Regions from separate parts of the Sus scrofa genome. Here region 1 is linked to region 2. Evidence: chromatin contacts called from public HiChIP or PLAC-seq data. All regions are on one chromosome and are shown on one strand. The core of a region is the stretch at or near the end of the contact, and the rest is flanking DNA. Distances in the headings are between cores, read along the strand shown. Region 1 overlaps PLS3 (plastin-3). Region 2 holds the start of PLS3 (plastin-3).

Region 1 (3,270 bases), core at 555-3,054, 40 kb after region 2:
GAACTAAATGGAGATGGGAAAATGCATGACCTGTTTGGGGAATAAGGTATCTTTACAGAGTGTGACTCCAGGGTGTGCAGAGCGTGTGATGGGAAATAACATTGGAGAGACAGGCGGGTATCAATACAGAAAATTCTAGGGCTTTTAGATGTTGTTACTTAAAAGTTGGCACTTGCTTTTGTAGGCAATATACCTTAGATCTGCTCTTCAGGAAGTTAGCAGTGTAGAGATTACCTTGGAGGAAGACAGGAGTGTAGACAGATGTGCTAAAATCAAATGCCTTTGAAAACGGCCAGACATGAGGTGATAAAGGGGTATCATGGAAGAATCCAGAAGGTTTTCTTCCATCTACCTTTGTTTCTTGTGGCCAAACTTCAGTCTCGAATTTCTAAACCTAGAGCCTGAGGAAAGTGGGGAAGTCGAAGTGACCTGATTTGACCAGCAAGATATTTGAAAAGGGGAGAAATAATGTGGCAATAAGTTCATATGTGTGGACACTTAGGCTTTCCTGACTGGAATTTTCGTCACTGACCTTCCTTCTCCCTTGGCCAGAGGGTCAAGTCCAGATTTTGAGTGTAGCCCTTCTAAATTAGACCCTGACCTTCTCTCCAAATGTGTCTGTCACAAACCGTAGGCCCAATGCTCAACCACACTTTCTCCAGCTCCAGAATATCATCTTCCCTTTATGCCTCTGTGCCTAGAATGCCTTTACCAGTGATACCTGTCTGAGGAATTCCTACTTAGGTTTTAAGATTAAGTTCAAAAGTCACCTTCTCTGGAAAACCTTTCCTGAAGCCCACCACTGTCACCCCACCTCTCAGTGAATATGACAGTAAGAGCATGACAGTGTTAATATTATGTCTTTGTTTTTCCATCTTTACACCTACTAGAGAATAAGGTCTGTGAGAGGGGACTTTGGTCCTAATTCTTTATATCTACAACACCCACCACAGAGCAAGTACATACTAAGCCTTCAGTTAAGGCTTGAATATAAATGAATCAGTGCGTGAATATGATAGACATTCAAGTTGAAATATTCTAAAGTCTTTTGGAAGCACTAGAGCTTGAGTAATTATCGCAAGAGCCTTTAGCTCAGAGTGATCTTTAACTCAGAGTGTTGCATGCCCATCTGACCTGGAGACTCGTGTTGTTGACTTACCTACCAGGGAGGAGGCAGGGCGGCAGTTTCTGTTGGTACCGGTAGGTATGTGGAGTGTGGGTGTGCCAAAGCACTGCCTGTTTTGGACAGGGGAAGGTGACAGATACACAAACACAAATAATGTATTGTTCCATGTTTTGTCCACCCTCTCCTCTTCATGTGATGAGCTTACCAGCTTAAGTATGTGTGGCCAGATCTCTGATGTAAGTTGTTAGGTTCACTTTCCCAGTTCTATTTACCTGGCATACTAGTGGCTGGATCATGTCTATGGCAGCCATCCCCTGCTTTTATCTTTTAGTTGCTTTCAATTTCAAGGGAAAAAAAAAAGTTCATAATCAACTCTTGATTATCCATGGTCGAGTTTCCCATTTTGTGTGCCTTGCCTCCTGACCCATGTGGTTCTGAATGACACACAGTAGTAAATAGATTGTCAGCTGCATTCCTAAAATGACTCACCTTAGGGGATGAAAACAAGCACCCCCCCCCCATCTCCATCAAATACCTTTTAGAATTTGAGTAATAGTTTCAGGTAGTTGTAGGTACACCTTTCTCAGCAAAGATTTATGTTCAGGGTTTAAGTATAGTTAAATGAGCCAGTGGAGTGGTTTCATAATTGCCATAGTGTTAGTCAAACTCTGTAATTAGGGATGACTTCATAGGCATAAGATTCCTCCGTGGGTGACGCCCTGAATTCAGACCCAGTTGTACACCATATCCTTTTAAGACAAAACAAACAAACAAGGTTTTGTTTGCTTTTGTTTCATTCCCTTATTTGAAAATCTGTTTTCCTATGTCTCAGATGGTTAGGGAGAGAGAGGGTTGGTTTGCTTTTTTCCTGCTGCTTTCCCTTTATAGAAAAAGACAGGCTTAGGAGCTAGAGACGAAACAGAATTGGGGACAGATCAAAGTGCTTTGCAGATGAGAGAATTCAGAAAAATGCAGAGACTTTGGAAACTTAATTTTGATTGGTATTTCATTTGGCTAATTTTAAATGAAGGGAAAATATATTCTTTCTTCTCCTTTTTTTTTTTTAAATATCAGTTTCCTCTCTCTCTCCATGTAAATAAAGTACATTTTTGTGGGAAGACAGACTGGGGAAAAGGACACATTTCAACACATTTCAAAAGTTAGACTTCTTTTTGCCTACCAGTCCACATACCGTGTAACTGAGGTTATACTTTTTACCTCTTCACCTTTTATTTTGCATTGCTTATTAAAAAAATACGCAAAGTAGGAGGAATGTGACAATATTGACAAGCTGTTAGCTTTTTTTTTTAAAGTGGACCTGATGGAATGTAAAAATTGTATTTTTTAAAAAATCTCCTGGCCGTTCTTCAAGTTGTGTTTAGAAACTGGCCTTAAGCAGGAGCCAGATTGAGTCATGGGCAAAAAGTGGCTGACAGGTTTTTGTTAGTCCCATCCTTCTTAAGTTACTTTGACTTAAAGGCTTATAATTTTTATATATGAAGGAGATCTGTTATACTCTGTAGTCAATAATTATAGGGCAAATGACATAACTTTTCATATATTCCATTTAAAAGGTTCTTAGTAGAACTTATGCCTTATATTTATATGGCCTCTCGCAATTACTTAGGCATTGATTTATTCCTCATCTTCTTTCACTAAGGATTTGAACTTGCTGTATAATACTTTATAGTTTACAATGTGCCTTCACATGCCACCTTTAATCTTCATGAGGACCCTGGAGAAGTAGGTATTATCATCGCTGTTTTCCAATGAGGAAACAAACTTAGATTAAATAAACACACTCATAGATGCAGGGCTAGGAGATAGCAGAGCCGGCACTAATTTACATTTTCTGATTGCCCATCTCATAGTTTTCCTGTCATAACAATACTCCATCTGTGGGTGGGGAACAAGTTTGCAGCAAGTGCTCACTATTGAATCAAGGTGTCTACAGGGCCATAATGACGTCAGATCCTCCGTTTTGCTTTTTAAACCCCGTCTGGGATGTTTTACTTGCTTTGAGAGGAAAATGGCCTAAAGTACAGTGAATGCCCCATGAAGAAGGATAAGGCTGCTTTTAGTAATTTTAATTTATAGGAAGTTTTCTAGGAAACTAGAAATACAAATTTATCTAATGCAAGGTT
Region 2 (3,128 bases), core at 188-2,687:
AAGCCAGAAATCTCACTTTGGAACCTCTTGTGAATGTGTGTGGCAATGTACTACACAGTGGACAAAACACAAACATGTTGAAATCAGTATTTTTGTGTTGACCCAAACCTGACCCAGCACAAAATCTCTCACAACAGAAATTTAATATTTCTGAAAGCATGATTGCCCTCTCATTTCTTTTTCACCTTTCTGTGCCTTTCCTATGTTCTTCCAGTTGGTTAATCATTAATTAGTATTTAACAAGGCTTCTTCCCAGCGCCAACTCCTTCTCTGCCAACCTAGCCTTTAGGTAGTATATGAACTCCCCTTTCCTGCCCATTTAAGAAGCTCTGGCACTCGCTATAGGTTAATTTTGCTAAGGAAGTTTGTAAAAGTAGATGAAGCAGGGTTCCTTGACAAGACCATTCAGTTTTCCAGGCCACTCTTAATTTAGCAATTTTCCTAGCTCATATAAAAATGAGATGTCATTGAACCAATTTTAAATTCTTAAAAAATTTCCACCATACATTTCCTGAACAAAATGGTTGCGACTGAAGCGGGAAAGGGCTTAACCTGTCTCTTCTACAGCTGTCCCCCAAGCCAATCTCTTGACCTGGGGAATCCGTCAAACTCTGGTCCTCTGACCTGATTCTGGACCTGGCTCGAGCCAAAGCACTGGAATGCAGATAAAGAGGGGAAATCCCTGCCCGAATTAAAGAAAGAGGCCAGCTAAGAGGCCAAGAAGAAAAGGTACTCTGGGAAGCAGGAGCACGTCTCCAAGTTTCCTCTGGGGAAAGGAACTGATGAGAACTGACATCCATTTCCAGTCAAACGAGTGGAACCACGTTACCTCCACCATCCCTTCCCACCTCCACCTCTCTCTTTTCCGCATGGACAAACAGACCAGACAGGTGATTCTGGTCAACAATTTCCTTGGCACGAAGTCAAAAACCAAAAAACATGAGAGCCGCGTCCTGATCTATCCATCTGCTCCCTAGACTTGCTAGGAAAGGGAAGATTGCTGAGGTTTTCCTTCGGCGTTGTTCCTTACGCGGAGCAGAAGAAACAGACTAGCAAGGTCCCTTCCCAAGCCAAGATTCTCTCACGCTTCTGGGGTGAAACTGTACCCTCCAGAGACTTCAATAGGGGCTTCGTGAGGTTCAAACTCTCGCTCCAACATTTTCATCTTTTCATTTATTCCGCACGATTATCTGCAACTTGGTCCCCGAGCCAGGCTCTGAGGACTTCTTTTTAGCCAGGGTGCGGGAGAAACGGGAGTAGAGGACCAATCTCGGCTCCCTGCCGCAGAGTTACAGTCCCCATCCCTTCAGGACGCCCATCCCGGTGCCTCTTCACCCAACTCCCCACCCAGTTGATGTGACAGGCTCGTGGCCCAATCCCCTTCCTGGTTCCCAGGCCGACTGCTAGCACCACCCGAGCCAATGGCGGCGTCCGAGGGGCGGAGGGGGCTGGCAGGAGGGGAGGGAGCGCTGGCTTTAGAACCGCAGCCGCAAAGATTCCGAGCCGCAGAAGTTGTCTGAGTGCGTCGGTCGGAGGCTGTCGGGCCGGATCCGGGACTCTGCGACTTTATGTAAGTGCTTTGCAGGCTCGGGAGGGCACGGAGGGAGCGGGGTTCCTGGGCGTGGGCGGGAGTGGGTCCTGGGGAGAGCATCTCCGAGATCCTCGGCCGGAACGTGCCTGGCACGGGGGGAGGGGGGGAGTGGGGCTAAGAGGGAAGCTGGAGAAATTTCAGTCTTAGCCCTTGGGCGCCAAAGCGGTCGGTCGCATCGAGGATGGGTGGGAGTGACTGAGTATTCCCCACGACCACCACCCGCCGCAAACGTTTTTTGCTTTTAACTGGATAGATGGTGCTTTCTCACTAGTTGCTCTTAACTTGTTGCCAACCTTGGGCTGGACTCCTTGACGCCAACCCTTGCCCTTCTCCCCTTCCGTGGCCGCGGCCCCGAAGTGGAAACCCAGCGCCTAACTTCCCTCGGTCGTCGTCCTTCTCCAGCTTCTGCCACCCTCCTCCCTCCTCCTCCGCCGGCTCCGGACTCAGGAAATCCCGGAGCCGGCCTCCCGCGACGCCTCCAGCCCCCGTTCACCGGCCTCGGGTGACCTCGCGGGCTCACTCCTGCCCCGCGACTCCGCAGGGTGCAGTGGCCCTGGGAAGGAACGAGGCTCCGGTTGCCTGCCTTCCGCCCGCTTCCCTTGCCATTAGCGAGCGAGAGCGTCGCGATCGCATCGCGTCTCCCTATGAGTAAGCACTTTTTTTCCTTTCAGTAGCAGGACATCTCTGGGCCATTAGGGCAGTACCTTTCCGTTCTCCTCACCCCCCCGACTCCGCGCCACCCGTCCGCTCCTTTTTCTCAGCTTCTCCGGCTCTGCTGCAGGGGCGCGCGATCCGGGCAGCAGCGGCATGGCACTTCTCCGGGCTCCACGGGAGGCAGAGGCGAAGGGGCGGTGGGAGGGGGGCAACGTCCCCCTTCCCCCACTCAGCTGCACTTGCGGGTATTTACTTTTCCCCACCCGCTGTACTTAGGCGCACTAATGAGAGGCCGGGGGACGCCGACCACCCCCGCCCTGGCTTCTGGCCAGCCCCAAAGTTGCCGCCGCCGCTGCTGCTACTTGTTCTGATGTGCTGGCGGCTTCGACCGCCCGGCTCCAGGGCAGAAGATCCCAGCCTGGGAGGTGGGAGTGGGTTTAATGCTTACTGACACTTTCCCCAGTTAGTAACGCTCCCTGCTCCGCACCTGATCTGCACAACATCCCGGGTAGTGCTCAGGGTTGAATTTAGAGCTAACTGGGTTCGAGAGCCTCGCCATTTAGGATCAGATGGATGGGATGCTGGGGATGCCCGACACGTAACCGGGGGCGGGGGTGGGGTGGGGGGAGAGATCCTGACTGGCCGCACAGTAGGTAGAAAACATAGGTGGAATCAAAAACTACTGAGAGGTTAGCACATACTCCGCCATACAGGATGTCCACAGTGTATTTGGGAGCCTAAACTTGATCCTGAAGATGCAATTTACAGTGAATTCCAACATAGTGGCCGAAGCCCCACACATGCCAGTTGACATCACGTGCCCCAAGTCTCTGATGCCCCTAGGCTAATGGTCACACGACTTTTTTTGCCTTTAAAACTGGAA

What was found. HiChIP or PLAC-seq counts read pairs in DNA pulled down with a chosen protein or histone mark.
Region 1: a contact with region 2 is called in an H3K27ac HiChIP or PLAC-seq map of skeletal muscle. The contact joins the enhancer-like site here to the promoter of PLS3 in region 2. A contact is called at or near these places in 9 of 47 Hi-C or Micro-C datasets (embryonic fibroblasts, epiblast stem cells, heart right ventricle and 3 more) and 1 of 2 datasets of contacts at active chromatin or transcription factors (skeletal muscle).

Annotation. Positions count from the first base shown.
Region 1 is chrX:94,922,932-94,926,201 of Sscrofa11.1, forward strand. The region is part of intron 1 of PLS3 (plastin-3); the gene reads left to right. Among named protein-coding and RNA genes, the nearest start is that of PLS3, 39 kb to the left of the region's middle. Within about 2 kb of position 1,805, at least 15 of the 83 cell types and tissues checked have an H3K27ac peak or open chromatin away from gene starts, as enhancers often do. A contact at or near this core is called in liver, retroperitoneal adipose tissue and skeletal muscle, where this site is marked.
Region 2 is chrX:94,883,661-94,886,788 of Sscrofa11.1, forward strand. PLS3 (plastin-3) reads left to right here and starts at 1,438. Exons shown (of 18, transcript XM_001925936.6): 1 at 1,438-1,570.